2 separate regions of the Hordeum vulgare genome follow, and region 1 is linked to region 2. A link is a contact called in public Hi-C data. All regions are on one chromosome and are shown on one strand. The core of a region is the stretch at or near the end of the contact, and the rest is flanking DNA. Distances in the headings are between cores, read along the strand shown.

Region 1 (6,259 bases), core at 238-2,737, 320 kb after region 2:
TTTTGAATTTTTTCGGGCTTCGAAAAATTGGGTAAAAGCCCCTGCAAAATAGACATCAGCAGACAAAAACTGACACTGGGTGCACTGAGTTAGTAGGTTAGTCCAAATATGTGTAAAATGATATAAAACTGTAGCAAAACATATAACAATGTCACCCAAAAGATCATGGAACAAGCAGAAATTATAGATACGTTTGGGACGTATCAGCACGTGCTACGGACGACAATTCTTCTAGAATCTTCGCGTCTGGACGGATAAGCGCAGGGCGGTGGCGCCGTTAGGTGCCGTGATGGCATCGACGTATGTTCGAACCGGCAAGGATGATATGGATCTCTCTAATGAAGATGGGTCGGTGGGCCTATGATGATGACGACTTTTAATGTGTGCATGTGGTGTGCGCTTTAGGTCAGCTGCACCGGTTGTTGGTCCCGATACGTTATGTGAATGGATTGCCGACAACATTAATTTTAGATATAAAGAGTGAGAGCACTCCATATTATCGAGTTTGTAGGTGTGAGTGATGGCTTCGGATGGTTTGATGTATGTTTGTATGAGACATTTATGAAATAATTATTTAATAAAGTTGGTTGCATGATGGAGAGGCCGGCTTTAACCTCCTTCTCAAAAAACGAAACTATCCTATCCTACACGCGTCAGGATTTAATTAAATCTAGTAAATCAAGATGCCTTGATTAGGATTACCTAAGATATAAGATATCGTGCTATTGTTTTCACACTTAAGTGGCAGGTTAAAGTAAAGAAGTGCGAAAAGTGCTTGTTCTCAGAGACAGAGTAATCAATTTAATACATGCAGTTTTCAAACGAACAATAGACTAACCGAAAAGACTACTAATAATTATGTATGCAAATCATCCAGCGCACCGACCGACCATGCCATGAAAATAGCTAGCCTGTGAAGCAGGGACTGGTCCATCGTTGAGCAGGATGTTTGCCCAGCTCACTCATTTAATCTGAAAGCTCAGTGGTTTCATGGCTCGCTCTGATTAGCCTTAGAGGGTGCTTGGATACGTTTTAGTCCCATGACTAAAAGTAATGAGACTAAAACTTGCTAGTCTCACCCATGCTTGGATCCAAGTACTAAAGAGACTAAAATCAAGTTAATGAGCATTTATTATCCTCCAAACCCTCCAATCCGAAACTTGCATGAGGAGTTAAATGAGGAGAGAGAGGACTAATGCACATTTTAGTATGGGTATCCCTGACTAAAAGATTTTAGCCTCAAGACTAGTTTTAGTCTCTCTTTAGTCAGGGGTGCTTGGAACTTTAGCCTCTTAAAGAGGCTAGTTTTAGTTAGACTAGTTTTAGTCCCTTGGATCCAAGCACCCTCTTAGCTAGAAGCATCAGGATGTACTACAGTACTTGGACATCCTTACCATACCGAATTAGCCAGCCAGCGAAACGGTAAGACGCGTCATCTCCTTTTCTTTCATTTTTTTTTCTTTCTCCCTGTGTATATATATGGCCCTTTTCCTTCGCCCACGGTTCTGTGCCCAAAGAACACTTCGCCTCGCCCTCCAAACACCAGACGAGTACAACAACGCTTGATCGCTTGTAGTTGTGTGAGATCATGGGCGCCTTGGATCACCTCTCTGATTTGTGCAGCATGACGGAGACAAAGGAATCCCTCAAGCTCAGGAAGAAGCGGCCACAGCAGGTGAGGTTTGTGGAATTCATATATATATAATATTCTTCCTTGACTTCTTTCTTGGAAGCAGTTTCAGCTGGAGCTGGAGCTGGAGTGTTATCTTGTGAAGTGATTTATAGGATTTTAGCCGTGTTGTTGAGCTGCTATATATACTACGCGATTTGTTACCTGGGGCCTTTTGTGTACAGACGGTGAACATCAAGGTGAAGATGGATTGCGAGGGCTGCGAGAGGAGAGTCAAGAACGCCGTCAAATCGATTCGGGGTATACTATACGTCAAATAGTACTAGTGCTATCTAGCTAACTAACCTTTTTGGGATAGAAAACTTCGGTATAAATTTGATTGAGTGAGCGTTCATCGATTACTGTGTGTGGCTCAGGTGTGACGAGCGTGGCCGTGAACCCCAAGATGAGCAAGGTGACGGTGACGGGGCACGTGGAGCCGCGCAAGGTGCTGGAGCGGGTGAAGAGCACCGGGAAGGCGGCGGAGATGTGGCCGTACGTCCCCTACACGCTCGCCACCTACCCCTACGTCGGCGGTGCCTACGACAAGAAGGCACCGGCGGGCTTCGTCCGCAGCGCACCGCAGGCCATGGCCGACCCCGCGGCGCCTGAGATCCACTACATGAACATGTTCAACGACGAGGACGTCAACGCCTGCACCGTCATGTGATCTGATGATCTTAATCACCGCCTCTTTCTACTCTAGCCAACCGGCCGCCGAACGAAAATACATGCTTGATATGTCTTCATACATCACAAAGACTGTGTGTCTGTGTCTATGTACATATACGTTTTCTAGCTCGGGAGAAAGCGATACCAAGAAGACGAGCTTGTGTGCGAACAGCGAATATACAAAGAGCGAAAGTCTGATATGCATAGTGAAGCACGCCGTTTTTCGAGTAAATTACGAGTTATGTTGTGATTGAATGGTTTGGAAGGCAGTGATATCTTAACCCATCATATTTCTATGTTTTCTTAATTTATTTCAGACGTTTTAATGAGATGTGTTTAATAAAAAAGGACGTTTTCGTTAACTAAAAAAAAGTTTATAATGATTTAGTCAATCTTAGGCTTTTCAAGCCGAGGTCTAGCTTTTGGAAGCTAAAAACTAACCAAAGAGTAAAGAGAAGTTGCTTCTCTAAAAATTACAGCTTCTCTCTAGTGCATTTCCCGTAGCCTGTATCCTAATTTCAGTATGGTGCTTTTAATTATCTCTTTCAAACTGCAATGTATTTACCCATCATATCACTCTCAAGGCATACCCCTTCGTTCTTCTTTTTCTCATAGCACATGAGGAAATGGGCAACCGCTCGCGTCTCTTCGATCTGTGCAACTCAGAAGCCTAGGGTTTGGCCGCCGGCCGTTAGCGCCGACAGCCTCCGTTTCCACCCCTGCTTCCACGGCTCACTCCGTTCTCCTTCCTCCCTCTTCCTTCTGCCCCCCTCATCCCGTGCTGGTGGCCGGCCAGTGGTTCGACGGCTTCGGCAGTGGCCGGCCGACGGTCCGACGGCTCCGGCGTCGGAGCACCGGTCCTTCTCCTCCAACATACCTACCTTCCTCCTCTCTCCCTTTGCCCCCTATGGTACAGGTCAGGTTGTCCCGTGCCTACTGAATCTGGGATCCATGAGCGACGGGGCAGGTCTCGTCATTCGGCGACGCCACCGCCGGTGAACTGGGACTCCTTCCTCCTCTCCCCTCCCTCCGCCCTCCATCATTCATCCCTATCGATCCTCTTCCAACTCTCTGTTCATGGATACTATTCATAGTAGGGTCAACATCTACTTATATGTAATATGCAACATGAAGGTATATCCCTACCAATGTTTTTCACACTATTTTACGGTGAAGTTGCACATAAAAATATTAACTCCTAGCACATGATCATTACAGACAACTCAGAGTCAAATTTACAGTTTCATAGTTGTATCAGCCAAACAACTTTCAACTTTCCTACACCTGAAAATTCACGGCAGCTTTGTCAGAGCTTAATAGCAGCTTTTACAAAATCTGTAGCCCAACCAAACAAAGCCTTAAAATGATGTGCTAACTCAATTTTTCGAATGTGTTCATATAGATAGAGTGTACGTATATAAGCTTATAGGACAAGGGTATGCCGTCTACTTTATACTATGTTATGAAACCACAAGTTAAGTTTATTTTTTAGGAAAGCATTTTCTACCCAACTAGCCGAAACTTCTGCCCCCCGTTCACCCACACGTCATTGGAGGCAAGGGAATCGGCAGGCCTTGTTTGTCGATCGGCTAGCGATTAAGCTGAACGGACACATATTTCCTCCCCGTGCATTACGGTCTACCTCTCTCCCTTCATTCCTATTCGCTGTTTCTTCCATCACAGTCGCTCTTTTCCTCCATGGTTAGTTCCGAGGACGGGCAAAATGGACCATCAAATCAAAATCTCGATAAATCGCATCCTGAACCATGTAATTTGGTTTAAATCAAACCTTAGCAAATGTCAACTAGGATTCATCTCATGGGCCGGACCGCTTTTTTCTTCAAAAATAAAAATTCCACATGACATACACCCTGCTCTCTGCTGGACCCGCCCGCTGAAGTTTTTGCGGCTAGAAAATAAAAAGTTAGCACACGGGGATGGCTCGAATAGAAAACCATTTGTTGATCGATGTGTTGTGTTCACTTGCTCACTTTTTCTTCTTTTTCTTCTTCAAATTGTTTTCCTTTTCTTCTTAGTTTCCATTTACCTTTTTTTCTTAAATTTGTGAACCTTTTTTGAAATCTACGTACAAGTTTTCAAAATTTTATATTGTTTTCACAATATTTTAAAGTATATAAAAACCAGTGTCCATATTAGTAGGAAATAGAAACAAAAAAAGAACCTTGTTAACCAGATTTTAAAAATAAAAAAGTTCATGAATTTTGAAAAACGGTTCACGGATTTAGAAAATGTTTTATGATTTTTCAAAGAAATTCATGAATTTTGCAAAGAAAAGTCTATGATGTAGGATCCGAAGTATCTCTAAAGGGCGGGTGATTAGACTACTTGACAAAAAAACTTAGCATTTTTCTAATTTTAGTTGTGGGTCACTTTTATCAATTATGACTAGTCAAGTTCATCCTCTACATGCATATCTAAGAGTATAGCAGCGGAGATAAGGACATGCAAATGTAATGTAGAGGGTAAGGAAAGAAGATCAAACGCAAAGGTTGACACGGTGATTTTTGGCAGTGTTCCGATAGGTGGTGCTATCGTACGTCGGTGTTAGTGGGGACTTTAACCCACGGAGGGTAACAACTACGAGAGTCCACGGAGCGCTCCACCCACAAGGGGTCCATGAAGAAGTCGCCTTGTCTATTCCACTGTGGCTTACGCCCACACAGGACTAGCCTTACTCACGGCAGATCTTCACGAAGTAGGCGGTCTCCTTGCTCTTACAAACTTCTTGGTTCAACTCCACAACATGAAGTACGAGGCTCTCGAGCGACACCTAACCAATCTAGGAGGCACCATCCTCCAAAAGGTAGTAGATGTGGTAGAACAATGAACTCCTTGCTCTTGTGCTTCAAAAGATAGTCTCCTCAACACTCAATAACTCTCTTACAGATTTGGCACGGTAGGAGAGATTAATTTTGTGAAAAGCAACTTGCGGAGTCTAGATAACAAGTTTTGAATGGTTGGATTGGAATCTCTTGATCTCAACACATGAGTAAGTGGCTCTTTCTCAGAAAAATGAATCTGGCAAGTGGGAGTGTGTTCTGAGTGCTTCCTCTGCAAATGAGAGGAGGTGGAGGGGTATATATAGGCATCCCTTAAAATCCAACCATCACAACATTATTGCCCAACTCGATGACACCGAAATGAATCTTGGTGGTACTGAGTTGCACTAAATGTGGCAACTTTTGAATTCTCGGTGATAGCGATATATAAATCTCGGCGGTACCGATACGATGACCTAAAGCAGTTTCCAAATCTCGGTGAGATCGATTCTAATCTCAGAAATTCTGATTTTTGGAATTTTCTTAACAGAACGTTGGTCACATGCTTTCGGTGGCGCCGATGAGAAACTTGGTGGTACCGAGGGATAAGGCTTTGTCAAAGGATCTGTCACTAGAACAATCGGTAGGGGTGAGTGGAAAAAGTTGGTGGCACCGATTTTGCTTGTTTAGCTTGGGACAAAGATATTTGTGGGAGAAAGAGTGAATATGTTTTTGTGGCTATCTCTAAGCACGTGCGCAACCAATTCATCATAATACCTCACCCCCTTTTAAAAGTATTGGCTTTTCTATGGACTCGAAAGTGATTTCTCACAAATGTAAAATGTAGAGTCCTCTTACTTGAAGCTTGAGCCAATCCAATTCCTTTCCTTCATCAAAGGGTTTCTCCTCACAATCCTTTGGCCAAAGCATCTTTGAACTTTTCTGAAATATACTTGGATAAGACCATTACTTCAATGATACACGTGTTGTGATTAATTACCAAAACCACCTTAGGGAGCAATTGTGCTTTCAATCTCCCCCTTTTTGGTAATTGATGACAATATATAGATCAAATCTTCAACAAAAGATGCTTTGAGAAGTATGTGCAAAGAAAGAGCTCCCCCTAAATTTGTGCATT
Region 2 (5,993 bases), core at 3,282-5,781:
GAAGCAACTACATATTTGGCTTTCTTCCGGATCTTCTTCTATTGGTTCCTGGTGACGCCACTACTCGTTGATGGTCGAGCAGGAGCCCTTGGAGGTGGCTCGATGGCCCTTGCAGCAGGCGGCACCAGTGGCACACATGACTTTTGGGGATCGTTTGAGGGGACAATAGTGGACACGAGGAATATGTTTTCGGGCTTCAGATCAGTGTGGATAATGGAAAGCTCGCGGTGGAGGTAGTCAAGGCCAATGAGCACATGTCGGCATATCTCCTTAACCATTGGAAGCGGAATGCCACGATAGTCCGTGTACTTTATTAGGGTGAGCAAGTTATCACCAAGAAACTCAAACACCATGCAGACATGGCTCCAATTGGGGCTTGTGTGCTTGAAGTGGTCAAGAAGCTTAACAACACAACGGGAGTCTTCAAGGTCACCGTCAGCAATCTGCCTCAAGATCTTGATCTCATCAATGTCAGCCTCCGAGTAGTGTTGTGCGCTCTTCTGCACCTTCAGGGCCACATACCTCTGCACAGATAACCAAAAGATTCAGAAACGCTGGACACGAGCAGCCTGAGCCTCTAGGCAAGCGGCGTAAAACATCAAAATATCTCGTGCAGTGCGATAGGATTGACGGATAAAACAGTAATAATGAAAAATTGATTTAGCACTTCTACATATGAGCTCTAGGACAAAAGAGCGAACAGTTGGTGGGCACGCAAACAACTGCATCCAGATCAATATTTTTTTCCTACATATCCTCGTCGCGAATCCTAGAGGGAGCGGGCTGATTTTAACACGGGGTTTCATGGCGAGGCGAGGGGGTGGTGAGCACGTACGGAGTGGGCGGTGTCCCAGGCGACCCAGGCGGTGGAGAAGTGGCCCCAACCGAGCTTGGACTGCATGACGTAGGCGCCCTGCTTGAAGTTGTCCCCGGGGCGGAGACGTGGTAGCCGCCGCGGCCGTAGTTCTCTGTGCCCTCGTCCTCAGAGGTGTAGACGTTGTTGTCCACGTCCCCGTCCCCGTCGACGGCGGCCGCCGCCTTCGCCTCCTCCTCCGCGCGGTGCCGGCTCTCCGCCTCCTCCGCCCAGCGGCTCGCCCGCCGGAGCCTCGGCCATCGCGCGGGGGAGGCCCTGATCTGGGGCGGTGGCGAGCGGGGACGGAGGTGAGCATTGGAGGAGTTGGGGCCGGCGGCGCACGGCGCCGTGGCAGGGGATGGTGGCGCGTTGGCGCTGGAGATGGGAGGTAAGGTCGTGGGTGGTCTGGTGTTTTTTTCTCCTGCACATACCGATTCAGTTTCACTTATCAATTGGATTGCTGGTTAATTTTAAAAAACATCAAGGACTTTTTTTAAATCACCGCGGTGGGTTTTCCGACGAAAACGATAACCTTTTTATTATTAAAAAATAAAAATAAAGATAAAGATATACTATATGTCTGAAGGTATGATTAGAGTTAATAAAGTTCACGTCAATTTTGATATTTTCGAGGAAGACTCTCATAGGTACGCGAATCAGGGCCAAAGACGGGAGAGTCTCCACACATAGATTGCCCCCCTCCAATTTTGCGAGGTAGTTATTGTTTTCGGAGCCCAGGAGCCATGACTAATATGTTACGCCAATATAAGCCCAAGGTTGCTGAAAAAAGCAATCTAAGCCCACGATCTACAGGTCCACGTATCAAGTAGCGCACCATTGCCGGTCAATCGTGAGTGGAGACACACGATTTGTTTCTTCAAAAACCGCTAATTGGCAATGGGCACCGCTCTGCGCCGGCGCGCTCGTCGAAACTTTCGGCCGGCCGCGCGCGGGCCGCACGATCTACCAACCCCGTGTGTCCGTACCGTTGGATCTTCATGCAATATTTTTTTCTCGGTGCAGCAAAATTTCGATGCGATGCAGTAATTTTTTTAACGGTTGCAATAAAAAATAAAATTTGTAGCAAAAAAAATATGTACGTAATTGTAGAAAAAAAATGCTGATGGTGCGTGATAGCAAAAGTCAAACGCCGGTTGTAACAAATATTTACGTGACGTGTATGCAACTTTTTTAGTAAACGATTGCAGCAAAAAATGATGCACGTTGTAGCAAAAATTAACACGGTTGTAGCAAAAGTAAAAAACATCAATTGTTAACGAAAAATCCAATGAACTGAAGTTGCAACCAAACGTATATGCAGCTTTTTTACTGGACAAATGTAGCAAAAAAATAACGCTTACAACAAAAAGACGCTGGTTGCAACAATTTAAACGAAAAAATGTTGCATGCCCAGTCAACGAACGCGCGCGGCCGGTTTAACGGTTCGACCGGCGCACCGGCCAGAAATGTTTCCCATTGGAAATCGTCTCGCCGCCACCATCGGTCTGGCCAGTCTCCTAAGCTACATGACCAGGCAATTGATATATGTCAGCATCGATCATCAAAGATCACCGGAAATCCATAGCCTAGCGCGGGCGGTCGCCACTCTCCGTCTCCGGCCAAGAGAAGATAGATCTAATCGGACTAAGGTTATCTAAGGTATTATTATAGACAACGAAAGACTGCCAACTGGATCTTCTATCTCTCCCTAATAATAAAGCAAATAGGGTTTCTGGTCGTCCGTCATGAAAATTACCCCTAAAGTTTGCATAAATTACCCACCATGCCACCGGTAAGTAATAGAAAACGTTTCACAAAGCAAAAAATCATGGACTGGGCCGGCCAATGTAAAAACCTCCTATATTACGCTCTGCATGCTGGAAAAATATCCAGCACACCGTATGGGCCGGCCCATGCACAGGCGTCTGCTTTTAGTTTCTTATTTATTTATTTTCAGTTCTGTTTTATTTTTTTATTTTAAATAATTTAGAACTTCAAATAATCTTTAAAATTAATAAACTGAAAATTATAAATCAGCATATTTAAAAAATAAAATGTTTGTGACTTGAAAAACTGCCCGGAGTTTTGTATAAAATGCTCGCATATTATACAATAAAATGTTGCAATTTTAGAAAAATATTTGTACAATAAGAAAAGTCCATGATTTCAAATACAGTTCCATGTATTCTAATTGAAAATATGTTAATGCATTGAAGAAATGTCCTAAAATTTTAAAAATAGCTAATGCCTATTTTGATAGTTTATTTTTTATTTAAAATTTTCCATTCCATTTTTGTTTATTTCTAATTTAAATAATTTATAATTACATAAACTTTTCCATATTAAAAAATAGGAATTTTGAAAATAAAATGCTGACGAAAACATAATGTCCATGAACTTAATAAATATATTACTGATTTATAACAATGTTCATGTATTTAATAAATATATTACTGATTTATAAAAATGTTTGTTTATTTAGAAAAACTTCATGCGTTTCAAAAAATGTTTGTGAATTTAAAATAAAATCCTCCAACATAAAAAATTATGTTCGCCTTAAACCCGTTCAAAATATAAAAAATATTCACGATTTTTGTAAATGTTTGTAAATAGTAAAAAATGTTCTCGATTTTAAAATTGTTCCCATATTTGTAAAATTGTTCATGAAAGATCTAATGTGTGTAGTTAAATATTAATGCTTCTAAGTCTTTGTGACAATATAACTATGTGAATTTTGAAGAATTAACTGTTGGATGGATCGAATTATTACTGTATATTTTCAATTTTTTTTATTGAAATTCATAATAAATCTTTAAGTTACCAAGAATTTTGACAACCATGATATATATTTTTTGAAAATGTAAAGATTGCTTCAACTTGTGAATAAATTTAACAGAAGAAACATTTTCTTGCGTTTGTGCATAAAATTTCAAAATCAAGCGATGATATGTGAACATAATATGGTCACCATCATTGAAGATTATGTTTTTTTCGTGGCAATGCACGGGCCATTTTGCTAGTTGTACTAATTATAAATTGTTGATCACTAAAAAATTAATTTACGAATGAATAATGATTATTCGAATTATTAACTTATATGTACTCAAAATATAGATATTAGCTTATATCAATTCGCCGTCGGGATCCCTCCTTCATATATATTTTATTTTTTGGGATCCCTCGTTCGTGTATGTTTTAGTTTTTCTGACGTAATATACCTTGTTTAGTTATTAATTAAAAAATAGTTTTTCTATTATATACTGTTATTTTATAACCTTTCTAGAAAGAGATCAACACTAACACACTTGTTTGATGGTTCCGGCAGCAATTTTAAATTTGCACTTAAATTTCAAAATGTAGCTTTATATGCTAGGCAGCGAGCATGAACGGCACATATATAGTTATATTATATATTGATTGTTTTCCTTCTTAGCTCTGCCACACGCCCACATCTAAAAATTATTTCAGTCTCCGCCACTGCCCGCATTATTGGAGTATGGCGCTCGACGGAGAGGTCAAATCGCCGTAAGTACCGAAAGCAACGATACACATCAAAAAGGAAAAAAAGAACTACTGAAAGAAACGGGCGATGCTACTGAAAGGAACGGGCGGTGCCAGATTCAAACGAAACGGCATGGACTGTCCTATCCTAACGTGCCACACGGCACGTCAGACCCACGTACTTTTCTCGTGATCAATCAAACGTGTCAGTCAAGGTTGTATCGCGTAGCGGCAGCGTGGCCAGCTCCAGGCGCAGCGTGACGTTTTCCTTCTTGTTGCATAGGTGGAAGCTTCTGGTGGAGTAGTGGTCGATGGAAAATAATTGGAAGGAATGGGCGGGACATTGCAGCAAACCGTCCCGCTGTGTTCCTGATAATAACGAGATTTACTACAAACTTGTCAGTGCACCCTAATCAGTAATTCTTTTTTCCGACAACATGAGTTTTTGTTAATATTGAATATATAAACAAATTACTATGAGATTTAATCCGAACAAGCAGTAAATAAATCATGACGATAGACACAAAGATTAAATTAATTATGCGAATTAGCATAATAGACGAATATATGAAAAGTCTATAGCAGAGACTAGAAATAAAAAGTTTAGGACGATCTCAAGAAGAGGGGACATAATTGCATACGGTGCAGCGGGAGTCGAACAACCGGTGTTGATGTTGTCGTCCATGTCGTTGAGGAAGAGGTTGCCGAGATTGGGAAGAAGTGTCATTGAGGAAATCGTCGCTACCAGCAGTTGTAAAACATCATCGCCCCTTCCCCGTACAGAATCACGAGAGGCGGGGTTCAGGAGGCTTGCTGTCCCTTCTCACGGTTCACGCCGGAAGGAGGGATAGAGAAGTCTCGGATGGCGGCGCAATGATCTGGAATGGTGCGAAACCATATATTGCATCGTTGGCTAGGGTTGGGAGGGACCTCATGTGTGTGTGTGTCTATATATATATATATATATATATATATATATATGTGTGTGTGTGTGTGTGCGTGCGTGCGTGTGTGTGTGTGTGTGTGTGGGCGCGCGCACGCGCAGAGGTGTCGAGAGATGTGGACTCGACCCACGTCTGAGTCGGTTTCAGCCCACTATCCAATTGTGATAGCCTCGCTTATTAGGGATGATAGATTACTCATATCAATAAAAACTTCCTTCTTTTCCGGGAGTCCATTCGAGCAGAACTCCCAGGTTAAGCATGCTTAGCTTGGAGTAGTTCTAGGTTGGGTGACAGACCGAGAAATTGATCCAGGATGCGCATTAGTGAGGACAAAGTGCGCAGAAAAGACTAGTATTGATATGTGGGGTCAGTCTAGATCCCGCCAGGAGTAACGACCGCCGACGGGTGTGTCCGGGATGTTACACCAATGTCTCAGATCATGGCGCGTCTGCTAAGGACTCTCCATTCCTGAGTGGGAAAAATAAGCTAGGTATGAACTCGTCTCGGCTCAACCCTGCAACCCGCAACGCGTCGTGGTGAGGCAAGCGAGGAGGAGGAATGCGCGATGGCCTCTTCTCTTCCCAGTCCCTTACAAGTGCTAGAAAAGCTCACCTTATAAAAAGGTGTAGCTATCTCCCAACTTATATGGGCCATGAGAATTTCAGATTTTAGATGGGCTTTGGGCCAAAAGGCCT

Evidence for each region. A called contact is a pair of places that touch in the nucleus more often than the background predicts.
Region 1: a contact with region 2 is called in a Hi-C map of leaf, with 6 times the contacts expected there. The contact joins the promoter of LOC123439912 here to the enhancer-like site in region 2. A contact is called at or near these places in 2 of 6 Hi-C or Micro-C datasets (leaf and seedling).

Annotation. Positions count from the first base shown.
Region 1 is chr3H:323,385,726-323,391,984 of MorexV3_pseudomolecules_assembly, forward strand. It overlaps LOC123439912 (heavy metal-associated isoprenylated plant protein 20-like), which reads left to right and starts at 1,488. Exons shown (of 3, transcript XM_045116534.1): 1 at 1,488-1,675; 2 at 1,855-1,930; 3 at 2,047-2,629. The coding sequence starts at 1,589. The coding sequence ends at 2,339.
Region 2 is chr3H:323,066,185-323,072,177 of MorexV3_pseudomolecules_assembly, forward strand. It overlaps the pseudogene LOC123441731. Among protein-coding and RNA genes, the nearest start is that of LOC123443739, 240 kb to the left of the region's middle. Within about 2 kb of position 4,532, at least 2 of the 3 cell types and tissues checked have open chromatin away from gene starts, as enhancers often do. A contact at or near this core is called in leaf, where this site is marked.